2 separate regions of the Mus musculus genome follow, and region 2 is linked to region 1. A link is a contact called in public Micro-C data. All regions are on one chromosome and are shown on one strand. Each heading gives the region's core, a stretch centred on a gene start, on an enhancer-like site or on the middle of the called end of the contact. The rest is flanking DNA. Distances are from core to core; before and after follow the strand shown.

Evidence for each region. A called contact is a pair of places that touch in the nucleus more often than the background predicts.
Region 2: a Micro-C map of embryonic stem cells shows a contact between it and region 1, with 4 times the contacts expected there. The contact joins the promoter of Gpr158 here to the promoter of Arhgap21 in region 1. A contact is called at or near these places in 3 of 484 Hi-C or Micro-C datasets (cortical neurons and embryonic stem cells).

Annotation. Positions count from the first base shown.
Region 1 is chr2:20,966,426-20,972,581 of GRCm38.p6, reverse strand. Arhgap21 (Rho GTPase activating protein 21) reads left to right here and starts at 4,861. Exons shown (of 24, transcript NM_001081364.3): 1 at 4,861-5,252. The coding sequence starts at 5,172. Gm13375 (predicted gene 13375) reads right to left here and starts at 3,708. Exons shown (of 2, transcript NR_033225.1): 1 at 3,199-3,708; 2 at 2,234-3,108.
Region 2 is chr2:21,363,912-21,370,406 of GRCm38.p6, reverse strand. Gpr158 (G protein-coupled receptor 158) reads right to left here and starts at 2,840. Exons shown (of 11, transcript NM_001004761.1): 1 at 1,250-2,840. The coding sequence starts at 2,151.

The DNA.
Region 1 (6,156 bases), core at 3,612-6,111:
ATTATATGAATAAGAAATAAAGCACACAGTGTTTCTTATTGAAAAAAAAAAGGTTGCTCCTCTGATGGAATTTGGTGTCAAATATCTCAGACACATAATTTTGCAAATGCTTCATACTGAATTACAAATTTCACTTGTGGAATTCTCTGGCAAACACTTGTGCCTCTTAGACTTGCCAGCTTCTGTATTCATAATAGAAATCAGCCATAGATTGTCACAGAATGACCTCAGACCAGACCAGGCCCGGCCTTAGTGGTTCTATTTCTGGCTGTGACATTTTTCCCTGATAATGATTTGCCAAACAGTATTATTATGCCATCCTCAAAGCCAAAATTTATATTTTGAGGATATTCTAGTTTCCATTTTTAAAAATGTCTTGCTTGCACTGCAAGAATTATAGTTTATGAGATGGCTTTGTAGTTGTTCATCTAGTGATGTACTTATTTCAAGTTAGATGATAGGATATCACACATTAGACATGCACTGGGGAGGAAAAGATCAGCCTTCCAAGTAAATAGAACTAGAGTTACTGTTGGTTATCACTGAGCCAAGAGACCTGGAGTAAACAAGTGTCCAGGGATCAATCATGAAGTTCATGAAGCCCATACATAGTTTAGAGCAAAATTTCCTCAGTTACCATGACCCCTAAACATTGTTTCACCAACTTCTCAGGAGAGCTTTTAAGAGTAGACACATGACTGAGTGCTTGGCTCATTTTCCTTTCACTTGTCCTCCCTCTGGTGGAGGTGTTAATGAGTGAAACCCCAGGATGGGCAGCTGGGAATGCCAGGGCTTGCATCCTGTACCCCTTACTCTATTGGTCTGTGGGCAGTGAGTGACTGGCTGTTTGTTGCCACTTTCCAGATGACCTGAGAGTGACTGTGCCTTTTGGTCTACACAGAAGGAATCTAAATGGGAGATGAATCATTATTTAGAGATTGCTATTGCTCATTTATCTTCAGACAGGAATAGTCCTAAGTTTTCACTGCTAATGTGTTCCTAGTAAGTGTCAATGAAAGAGTAAATAAAGTTCTGCGAGGAAGCAAACTAATAGTTTCATAGTTAATACACAGCAATGTGATACTTTAATATCTTAGTAACCAATATAATGTTTTTATATTTTCAGAGTCCCTAACTAGCTGTGATTTCACCTGATGTTCACAGCCCAACAAAATATGAAATGTACTGTTACATTTATAGATTCTAGTGGGCAGGCCAGAAGCATATTTTCCAAATCGTAGTCATGTAGTCTTCTCCATTCACAGAGTCTGATACCCATAAGACACTCATGACATAGCTCATAAAGTTATGAGAAGCATTCCCATGATTTTGGGACACTATGACCATACCTGTCCTACAAATAGGATTAAATTCTTACTTATTGACCACAAATCTATAGGCACATAGTTAAATGCTGGGTAATATGGTTATTATAATTGAAAAGAATGTTTGAAGTAGCTGTATATCAAAGAATGGATTCTGGGCTCGACTCCTGCCTCCACAATACAATCTCATTAAGATGTACATAAAACTCTGAGTAGTACCCACCAGGAGACGGAGCTAAAGAGATGCTGGCTGCCATTGGTCCTGATCAGCTCTAGTACTTACAAACAAGTAAACATTTGCCCCATTACATGGAAAATGAGGAAGATAGATGGTAGTATTTTTAAAAAGACTTTAAGTGTGTGTGTGTGCTTATGTGCAGTGAATACAAGTACCCTCAGAAACCAGAGGTGTTGGGTATTCCTGGAACTTTAGTTACAGGTGTTTGTGAGCTGGCTGGTGTGCATCCCAGGAACTGTTTCAACTGCTGAGCCACATATCATCTCTCCAGGCCCTAGATAGAATCTTGGTTCTCACATGGTACTTCCTTTGACTGAAATGTTGCATCTGTAGATTTTGTTACTTACCCATAATTCCATAATGACTTTTATTTCCTTTTACTGGCAACTTTTTCTTCTCCAGTACCAAAAGGAAACCTTCTCCCCAAACCAACATTTGTAAGATCAAAACCTTGTAGATATGCTCAGCTGTTAGGCACTCAGTTATGCCATGCACACACATTTGCATCTGTCAGTGGTGGATGTGAACTTTTCCCTAAGCCCACCAGGGATAAACTGTTTGAATGTTATATTTCTATTCAGTTTTTGCTGCTTTACCCAACGGCAGGGTATACCTAGATCTGCCATCGACCTGCATGCTGCTACTCAGTAAATCACAAATATACAGTAGTAGGCTCTGTTTTCATTTATTTATTATTTATCACCCTGGCTATTGGTTAATTTGGTTAGGGGCAGTCACACCTTACATATTTCATGGCTACTGCAAAAAAAAAAAAAAAAAAAAAAAAAAAGATCTAGTTAATTTCTCTCCTCTAAATGTCAGGTTCTGGTGGTAAATTCTGCCTGGATTTGGTTGTAAATTCTGTCTGCCCTCTTTCACTGTAAGGAACAATAAAGTGAGGTTCAGTTTCTTCTTTATCAGCTCCTGAGTGCTCTTTCAAAAACCTCCACAAGAAACAGGACCCTAGGCGATGGGTGTGGAAAGGAGGAGGAGTCTTTAGAAGGCAATTGTAGCAAAGATGAAAAAGGTAACACGTTCCACAGCATCTTGGTTTTTGTTCTGTTCTCTCAGGATGGTGGCAGACACAAAAGCTGTCAATGAGGATCGAAAGGACCCTCAACAGCATCAGCAGGGCAGAGACCTGGAGGGGGGGTGTGCATAAGACGGGGAGAGGACAGGGGTGGGGTGGTGAAGAGGTGCCAAGCACTATCCCCAGAGCTAGAGGCTCCTCTAGGGATCAGAGCTGGTGAGCCACCTCCCGAGATGGAGTGGGAAGGGGAGGCTGAGGGGCGGGGTAGAAGGCTTGAGCGGTAGCCCTTGATTGGGTCGCATACTGTCGTAGCGTCACCGGATTGGACGGTTTGCAGCGGGAGATGTTATGAGGTGCAACAGGGCGGAGCCAGCCGTTCGGGTCAGAGCCCAGGCCCGGGAGTGGGCTGTGGAGCGGCTGCCACGGGGCTGGCGGCTTAACTAGTGACGGGAGCGTGGGGAAAGCCCAGCCACCGCCGCTCGGTTCCGCTAGCCGCGCCTAATCGCTCAGCCGCCCTGCAGGTTTTAAAAAAAAAAAAACAAGAAAAAAATTCTGAATGACTCGTAACCGCCACCACCCAGTCCCTGCTTACCGCAGGAAGCTACCTTGCAGTGCGGCGGGCAGGGACACTCCCTTATCTGGAAGCTCCACATCCCGTAGCTTCTCGCCCCACCCGCTGCAAAAAAGGGGCCGCCGTCCCCCAAGACCTGTCCGGCAGACAGCTGCAGGGATGTGCTCGCTCCCGGAGCGGCGCTCGGGAAGCAGCCGGAGTTGTGTGCCCAGCGTCGGGGTGCGGGGACGAAAGAGCTAGCGGGTGCCCAGGTTGTAGGGGGCCTGGCGAGCACCACCCCTGTCCCGGCCCGTCTTCCTCCTCTAGCTTGGCTCCCGGGGCCGGGTGACTGCAGACCGAAAACTCCTCGCCCCGGAGCGTCCCCCGGGAGGGGAGGGGAAGGAGGTGGGGTAGAAGGAGGTGGATCCAGAAGGAAGGCGCGAGCAGTCCGCCCCCGGGAAGCAGCTCGCGCGCCCGCCGGCCCGGCCAGTCTCGCGCTCGGCGATCGCGGGCGCGGGAGCGTGGGGCCCCGGCCGGCCCGGCCAGGCTTGAGTGCGGCGGCCGCCGCCCCGCCCCACGCCCTCCCGCGGCGCCCAGAGCCCGAGGCTGGCCGGGGCAGGTCGCGGCGCTGCCTGGGAGCCGACCCTTAACCCGCGTTCTCCGTTGCGTGGCCGCTCCTCTCACCGCCTGGGGCTGAAGCGCGGGCCCGCGGAGGCCGCGCCCGCGTGTGTGCAGCGAGGGAGGCCGGGGCACAAAGGCGAGCGGCGGGCGCCGGGGTCCGGCGGGCTGCGGAGGAGGGGCGGCGCCTCATGAATATTAACCGAGCCGCGGCCTAGCGCGCCCCGCCGCGGGCCGAGCTGCCGAGCGGAGCCCTTGCTTCCCGCACGCGCCCCGGCCGCGCTTCCCGGGAGCCCGCGCCGGCGACCCGCCTCAGGAAGGGGCGGAGGAAATAGTGGTAGGTGGGTGGTTTGCTCGTCGCTTTCCCCTCTGCTTCAGGTGGCCGGCGGGGAGGGCGAGCCGGGCTCGGGGGTGGGGGGCCGTAGCCGGGAGCTGAGAGTTGCCGGGGCCGCGGCTCTTCCGAAGCATGCTAGGGATCCGGAGCGGGAGCGGGAGCGGCGCCGCGTCCCACCCGCGGCCGCACGCCTCCCCACCCATCCCCGCCGCGGGCCAAGGAAAACAGCCGTCTCCTTGGGGGCGCGGGCCGGGGCGCAGGGCAGGCTGCCACGGCCGGCCGGAGTCACCCGCGGCCCGGGCGGCCGCCGCCACAGACGCCGCCGAGCCCACGCCCGCCCTGGTCCGAGCTGGCTTTTTGTTTGTTTGTTGGGGAGTTGTAGGGCGTCTGCGAGTCTAACCCGGTGCGGAGAAAACTTCGCTTAAGAGTAGGTGTCCGGGTGCTGCAGAATGAGCCCACTGCCTCGGCGTTGCCCAGGAAATGCAGCACTTGAATCGGGATTTTTTCTCCCCCCTTCTCGAAGGCTTCATAGCAGCCAGGCGTGTTTGACATAGCCACCGGGGCAGTTCTGAGGTCTCGTTCTCTTTCTCTAACCGACCTTCAGGCGTTTTCCTTCTTTTTTAATTGTTGCATGAGAGGATTCACCTTAGTAGACTTTACTTCTTCGTATTGTGGGAGAGGGGGAGCTTGGTCCGGGCTTGTGGCAAGGCTAAAGATCGGCGCCTGGGGAAAGTTCATGTCCTTCATTAACTTCTCCCTGTTCCAGGAAGGCTCTCCGAAAGCTGATTTTTCTCTGGCCTCCGAGTAACACCGCCTGGAAGCGGACCTCTTCTCTCTGCACTTGGCTTCCACCCTACCTGCCAAGGAAACCTGTCGCCCTTGAACTTTAAGACTGGAGAAATGAAGAGGGCTAAGTCTGTTGAAGAAGGTATTTGAAGGGGCTTCCTGCAAATCGTTTTTTTGACCAGTCCTTCATCGCCTCAGAATCTGCTGTGGAATTGCTTCCCGTTTGGTGTGTGGTGGCACTTCTCCAATGTGGACTCCAAAGGATTTGTCCCTTTACAATTTGAAATGAAATGATGGCCACACATTGGACTGGTCTGCCTGAGGAAGATGGTGACAAACTCAAGGCCTGTGGGGCGGCCTCTGCCTGTGAGGTAAGCCAGCTAGCTGGGCGGTGGCTCATGTCTGTGAGCGTGCTGAGAGTACGGGGTCGTCTGCCATTGAGTCGGTCGGTCAGCTGTTTGGTGGCAGCGCCCCAGTTGACCTGGAGGGAGGTGAAACCTGGCCTAGGACTGTTTCTAGGGACTTTAGCGATTAATTAGCAGGGGCAAGTCTGTCTTACATGCCAGAATCCTGGTTACCCTTCTGAGCAGGGGGCAGTCTTCCATGTCTTCCCGAGAAGCCTGAGACCAGTAATATTCAGCATCCATTTTTCCTCCAGTGTTTTGGACACTGGTCAGCTTGGGGCTGGCTTTATGTAACTCTTGTGTGTGTTACATCCTCTGTGGCGAGGGCAGGTGGTACTCTTTGGTGCGGCCGGAATCCAATGTTTTCGACTCAGATGGGAAGGGATCCTGGTTCCTAGTGGTGCCTATAGCAGCTTTGGGTGGGAATCGAAGGCTTCCATGGACGGTTTAGACTCAGTCTTGGAAAACACCTGTGGTGTTGAAATTCCAACCTCCTGGAAATCTTCTGGCTTTGCTGTTCTTTTATTAAGCTCAGTTGGCCCGTATACCGCTGCACGGTTCTGTGGGCTCTTGTGGGTGGCAGGTGCCTTTCACTGAAGTGCAGAGAACGGCTGGCTGAGAAGTTACTTAGGGCTTGTAAAAAAAAAAAAATTTTTTTTTTTTTTTTTGAGCCACCCGAACAGAATTTGTAGAAAATCTGTTCACTTTTGGCATCACTTGCTCTGGTGTCTTTTATTCCTTTATTCCTTGATTTTGAGCTGGTGTACGTGGAGTTTATGTTATGGTTCTATCGTATTTACTTTGTTTTATATAGTTCCTGTAATTTGCTTGTTAAAGGTGCTGAACGTTGTTGTTCTCTATTGAGACGACA
Region 2 (6,495 bases), core at 1,591-4,090, 400 kb before region 1:
AAAAAGGCAATGCTTTTCTTTCTGGGGTTTCCTACCCATTGCTTGCCCTGGTATGTTCCAGCATATTGGTATTCTGTCTCTGAAATGCTAAAGTTGAAGTAAATAAAATATCACAGAGAGAGAGAGAGAGACAGAGACAGTTCTCTCACTTCTTCCAAGTTCCAAAAAGTTTAAATATTTATTTTAAAAAAAAATCAGTTCCAACCCCTGACCCGTTCCTTACAGAGTTTCCCATCAGGGGCCCGAGGAAAACCCCATCAACCTTAGTTCTCTCCAAAACCCTCTCTGCAGTCCCCCTCCCTCCTTTCTGTGCTTTCCTTGCATGCATTTCTAAGAGGCTACCTCTAGAAGTTCCTCACCAAAGCTGCAGGGCAACAGTTCTAATCTGAGAGTGCTAGCATTCCTCTGACACCATCAGGAGAGCTACTGAAGTTTCTTTCCAGTTTTCTGTTTGGGTAAGACTGATTCCTCCCTCCCCAACTCTAGTGGAGAACCTTCAGATGTGCCTAACAGAGAATAGGAGGAGAAAGACACCAGGAAGGAAAGCTGATGCCTAGAAGAAGAGAAAAGCCAGTGGGAGTATTCTGACCAAACTGCCAAGTCTGGATCCTGGAGAAGGCTCTGCTGCTGATCCTGGAGTGACTCAGTGCTGAGTGGCCAGAACTGCCCAGGGGATGGCACAGGTTTAATTACACGCTCTGGTAGCTGACTAACAGCAGGCTTGCGCTCCAAACTACATTCACAGGAAGTGGGCAGAGGCTACACCATAGTGGCAGATTCAAGGAACTCTCACTCCTTGTCTCTCTCTCTCTCTCTCTCTCTCTCTCTCTCTCTCTCTCTCTCTCTCTCTCTCACACACACACACACACACACACACACACACACACACACACACACACACACACCTGGTGCTCTTGACTCTGTCTGATGGGCCCAAAGTTCGGGGACACCACCATTAATCTTCTCCCCCTATGCTATGGAAGGATTGGGGCCAATTGCTATGTCCCCTGACCCTCCGCCACCACCACTGCACAGCAAGGAAAGGCTTTCCATGAGTGCCTAAAGTAGACAGACCCGGGCACTTCTCACCCCTCCCCACACGAGCTTGCCTCCGCATCCCTTAGTCTGAAGTTCAGTTCCAAGGCTGAAGACTTAAAGTCTCACTGGCAGACAAGTGTGCTTCCCCAGGATGGCCATTTACAAAACCAAAGGATGACTCTGCGTGTGCCCTTTCCAACCCTCTCCCTACCTGAATTCCGGGACCAGGTTAGGTTGAAGCCCGTAGAAGGCAGCAGAGAGCGTGACCAGCCACCCAGGCTTGTAACTCCCATTCTCGCACTCCAGATAAGGTGGGGACCACTTGACGTGGCTCCTGTCCCCTCCAAGCCCATCCCTGCGCCGCCAGCTGTGGCCTAGGCCCCGTGGCCCCTGATTGGAGCCACGGCGGTGCAAGTGGGGCCTCCACTTTCGCCGAAGCCCATGGAACCACTCGGTCTCTAGAGTGGCGTTAGCCAGGTGGTGAGCGGAGGAGGACAGGTCCTGCAGCAGGATGCGACTCTCCTCGCGGGTGGCCTGGAGGAAGACCTGCGGGGCGGGCGTGGACAGCGACTCGGTGCTGAAGGTGATGGCCGCCCGGGAGATGCTGGGCTCACCCTCCAGGAGACTTCGCACCAGAGCCTGGTACCACTGCAGGTCATCCTGCACGGTCTGTTCCCGAGACTTATTGCTCTGCAACATCATGTTGAGGAAGTTGGTGGCGTGTGTCAGAGTGTCCAGCGCCCCGTGCAAGGAAGGATGGGAGCTGGCTAGGGACGGTGACTTTCCCGGCAGGCCAGCCAACTCGTAGCGGCCTGAGCAGTTGGCTCTCTTCAGCTGGTGGAAGTCCCCAGTGTAGAGGTAAGAGGCCACGTCCACGGGCACCTCCTCGGCTAGTTTTTGTGCCAAGATGGTGCCGTCAGTGGAGCGGCTCCAGGGAATAGAGGGGTCTGGGGCAGAGGCTCGCGGCAGCTGCTGACCATGCTGCTTCCCCCTCGGAGTCCTCTCTCGAGGGGAATCTGGCCGTCCCGGAGGGTCGAGGCTGGCACCAACCTCTCCCAATCCCAGATGAGCGAGCAGGAGGCAGAAGAGTAAAGAGTAAGCCATGGCTCCCATCTGTCTAGCATAGAAGAGAGGCGATAACCGGAGGAGTCACTTTGTAAATTTTGGTCCTCAATTTATCATCAGTAAGACTTTTGAGGGGAGGCTTCCTTCTTCTCCAGGTGGCGCCCAGTCCAGATGGACTTTAAAATAAGAATGTTTTGAAATTGGCCCAGCTGGCTCAGCTGCCGTCACAGACCAAATCACCTGTGGCAATGCTGGCTGCGCCCGGCTCCACAATGGGTCGGCTCGGGATTACGCACCTCGCAGCCTTGAGCCAAACAGGTTACATCCCCAGCAGCTATAGTTAGCCCGCTTACGTCTTTCTGCTCAGCCGCTTCCACCGCCGCTCTCATTGAGGTGTGTTCAAGAGCTGATGCTGATGCTGCTGATGCAGCTGATGTTGCCACCGCGGCCACCAAAGATGCTGCTCCATCATCTCACCCTTGGCAGGTCGTTCCCGCCTCCCAGTTCTGGCCCCTCCTCGACCGCTTCGCCCGGAGATGGAAGCGCGCACACAGATCCAAGCCGCGAGCTCAGCGGCGAGTCCCAAGGAACCAAGGTTTTCTTTGAAGACGTTCGTGTGTCTGCAGTCCAGACAGCCAGGCAGCTGATTAACTAGAGCCTTTAGGTTTGGCCACAAACCACAGCGCTGCCTTTCTCTGCTCTCAGATGAAAGCAGTTTAAAGAGACAGCTTGGCCGCAACCAAACCCTTGTAGGGCGGCTTCAAGTCGTCTTGTGCCCTGTTTGGTCGGCGCCTCTGTCAATCAGCTGACTGCCATTTGTTGGCTGGGGCGGGAGCTGTCCAGTGCTGAACCCGAGGCGCACTGAGGAGGCGGAGGAGGAGGCGGCGGCGCTGTTTTCACCCACTCGTGTTCCCTGATGACTCGGAAACCTTCAGGGGTGGCAAGGAGTGGGTGGGAAATAGGGGAGAAGTGGCGCTTTTGGTGGTTGAAAGCGAAGGAAACTTGGACTACTGAGGAGGAGGAGGCTGTTGGCATCTTGCTTGCTTAGTAAAATCAGCCCTTTCTTTTGCCTGGAAAAGAGGGAGAAGAGAGTAGTTTTCATTTCTGACTGAAACTGGGGAGGAGGGAACGTAGGATGGAAATGTGTCCTTCTTAGCATCTGCTCATTTTTTAGGCAAATTATCAAATTCTCTTCCTTGTTTTTGGTTAAGAGAATGATTAAACCTGGCTTGCCAAGGATAGTCTTAGCTGTTAGAGAGTAATGGAGACGTCTACTGGCCGAGCTTCAAGGAAAAATAAATGTCATATTTAAAGATTCTCTTATTCGGGGCCAGAATGGAAGGGGAGCTCTGACAAAAAGGATGTGTGGAGAGGGGACATGATCAAGAATTGCGTGTTGTAGACTGTGAGAGAATGAGGATGCAAAACAGTGAATCTGTGGTGTGTGGGATAAAAAGTCACTGTCAGTGAGTTGCTGGAATTCATGAAAAACATCTCAGACTTCAAGGAAGGGCTCCAGAGATGTGCCAGCTCCAGAAAGAATTGGGAGAGCCCCTAAGCTCTCAAAGCTTCCTGTGGCATTTCCCTGTTGAATCTGCACTTTCTAAATGTGCCTCCACTTTTGAATTCCTCAAGAAGACACATGCAGAAAATCCCAGGTTTATTTTAGTCCCCAACTAACAAAGATGTCACTCATGCCAGTCCAAGATAGACTTACTGTACTATGTCATTTTGTTCTAGCAAAAAATACCTTAGGCTATTCTGTGTTTCTAGCATTGTAAACTGATATGTAAAGAAAAATAATTTGTTTAGCTCTTAGTTTTGTACAGTGGGTGTCCAAGATCAGGTAGTCCCTGATTTGGGAGACTGGTAATGGCCTTCTGAAGACAGTATGATGCTCAGAAATATATTGGAGAGAGAGAGAGAGAGAGAGAGAGAGAGAGAGAGAGAGAGAGAGAGAGAAAGAGAGAGAGAGAGGGGTCAATTGGCATGATGACAAACATCAAGTGAAGGGCTAAACAGGGTTTTTAATGACTTACTAACTCTCAGCATGAAGCATTAATCCACCAGTGAGAACAGAGCCCCCACAAACCAATTGCCTTCTATTTCTACTAGATCCCATCCCTTAAAATTTTACCATATTAACACCTCACACTGAAAACAAAGCTTCTAATGAAGGAACCTTTGGAGCATGTACTGGCTAGTTTTGTGTCAACTTGACACAGCTGGAGTTATCACAGAGAAAGGAGCTTCAGTTGAGGAAATGCCTCAATGAGATCCAACTGTAAGGCATTTCCTCAATTAGTGATCAAGGGGGAAAGGCCCCTTGTGGGTGGGACCTGCCCTGGGCTGGTAGTCTTGGGTTCTATAAGAGAGCAGGCTGAGCAAGCCGGGAGAAGCAAGCCAGTAAGGAACATCCCTCCATGGCCTCTGCATCAGCTCCTGCTTCCTGACCTGCTTGAGTTCCAGTCCTGACTTCCTTGGTGATGAACTGCAATATGAAAGTGTAAGCTGAATAAACCCTTTCCTCCCCAACTTGCTTCTTGGTCATGGTGTTTGTGCAGGAATAGAAACCCTGACTAAGACAGAGCACTATCCAAATCAAGTAATAGCAATATCTAAGTGCTGGGATGTACGAGACAAAACACCATGGTCATGGTGGTACATTGAATATCTAGAACACTGCTGGCACAGAGTAGGCTCTCATTATACACTTGATAATTAATGAATGAATGAGAAGATGATGAATTTAATTATTCTTTTCTCATGAGAAGAATTCTGCTCAGTGAGCCAGGGATGAAGGCTTTTGGAATAGGAGTTAGCAACCAGTTTTCTCAGCTGCTGTACATGGTTTCCAAGAAAAATTTTACAACTATGCAAAAAATAGTTATTTGACTTGTATTTACTTATAAGTAACTTCTGTGTTCATATCTGTCCTAGTAAGGAGTACTATTGCTATGATAAAACACCATGACTAAAAGCAAGTTTTGGAGGAAATAGATTATTTGGCTTACACTTCTACATCATAATCCATTATCAAACAAAGACAGGAAGGAACTAAAACAGGGCAGGAACCTGATGCACAAGCTGATGCAGAGGTCATGTAGGAATGCTGTTTACTGGCTTCCTCTTCTTGGCTTGCTTAGCCTGCTTTCTTATGGAACCCATGACCATCAATCTGCCCAGGGATGGCACCTCTACAGTGGTTTGGGCCTTCTCATATCAATCACTAATTAAGGAAATACTGGCTTGCCTATAAGCTAATACTACAGAAGGACTTTCTCATTTGAGATTCCCTCTTCTCTGATAGTTGTAGCCTGTGGGAGGTTGACATCAAACTAGCCAGCATAATATCTGAGTTTTTGCTTAAATTTTGCTTTGAAACACATACTCTTATGCTAAGTAGAAGTAACTTCAGTTTATTAGTCTGTTATATCACATGTGGCAATAATTACACATAGAGTTTCTCTTGAATTTATCATAATATTCCATGTTTTTGCATTTATTTAACTATCTAAAGACTTAAGTGTAATATCCTCAGTGACTATTTTAGAAAACCTGTAAAACTTATTTAAAATTCTTTAGGCACCTTGCCCGCCAGAGAGGTGGCTGCCTGGGAGGGCTCTGGCCTCCAGAGCAGGCGAGGGAGCCATCTTGTGTCCGGGGTCCCTCTGAGACCAGTCTGCTCAGGTGAGAGTGCAGACTGCAGAAGCAACACAGCTTCTGGAACAGGCAGAAGTGACACAACTGCTGGGACAGACCCCGTTTAGGGTTCCAAACATCCTGGCATCTTCCCCTCCAGAAAAGAGGTGGCCGCCTGGGAGGGCTTTGAACTCCAGAGCTGCTGAGGGAGCCATCTTGTGTCCCAGGTCCCTCTGAGACCAGTGTGTGCAGGTGAGAGTTCGGACTGCAGAAGTGACACAACTTCTGGAACAGACCCTGTTTTGGACTGCAGATATCCGGGCACCTTCCCCGCCAGAGGAGAGGTGACCACCCAGGAGGGAATCTGACCTCCAGAACAGGTAAGGGAGCCATCTTGTCTCCTGAGTCGCTCTGAAACCAGTTTCCATAGGTCAGCTCACAGATTGTGGAGAGTGAGCAAGCTGACTACATAAGCAACACAGCTTCTGGGAAAGGCAGAAGCAACACAGCTTCTGGGACAGACCCCCGTTTAGGCCTCCAGACATCTGGGCACCTTCTCCGCCAGAGGAGAGGTGACCACCTGGGAGGGCTCTGACCACCTAAGCAGGTGAGGGAGCCATCTTGGGTCCTGGGTCCCTTAAAGACCAGTCTGTGCAGGTGAGCGCACAGACTGCAGAGGCAACACATCTTCTGGGTCAGGCCCTGTTTCAGGCCTTCATCTTCAGCCAGGTGGCAGGTCTGAATGTCAGA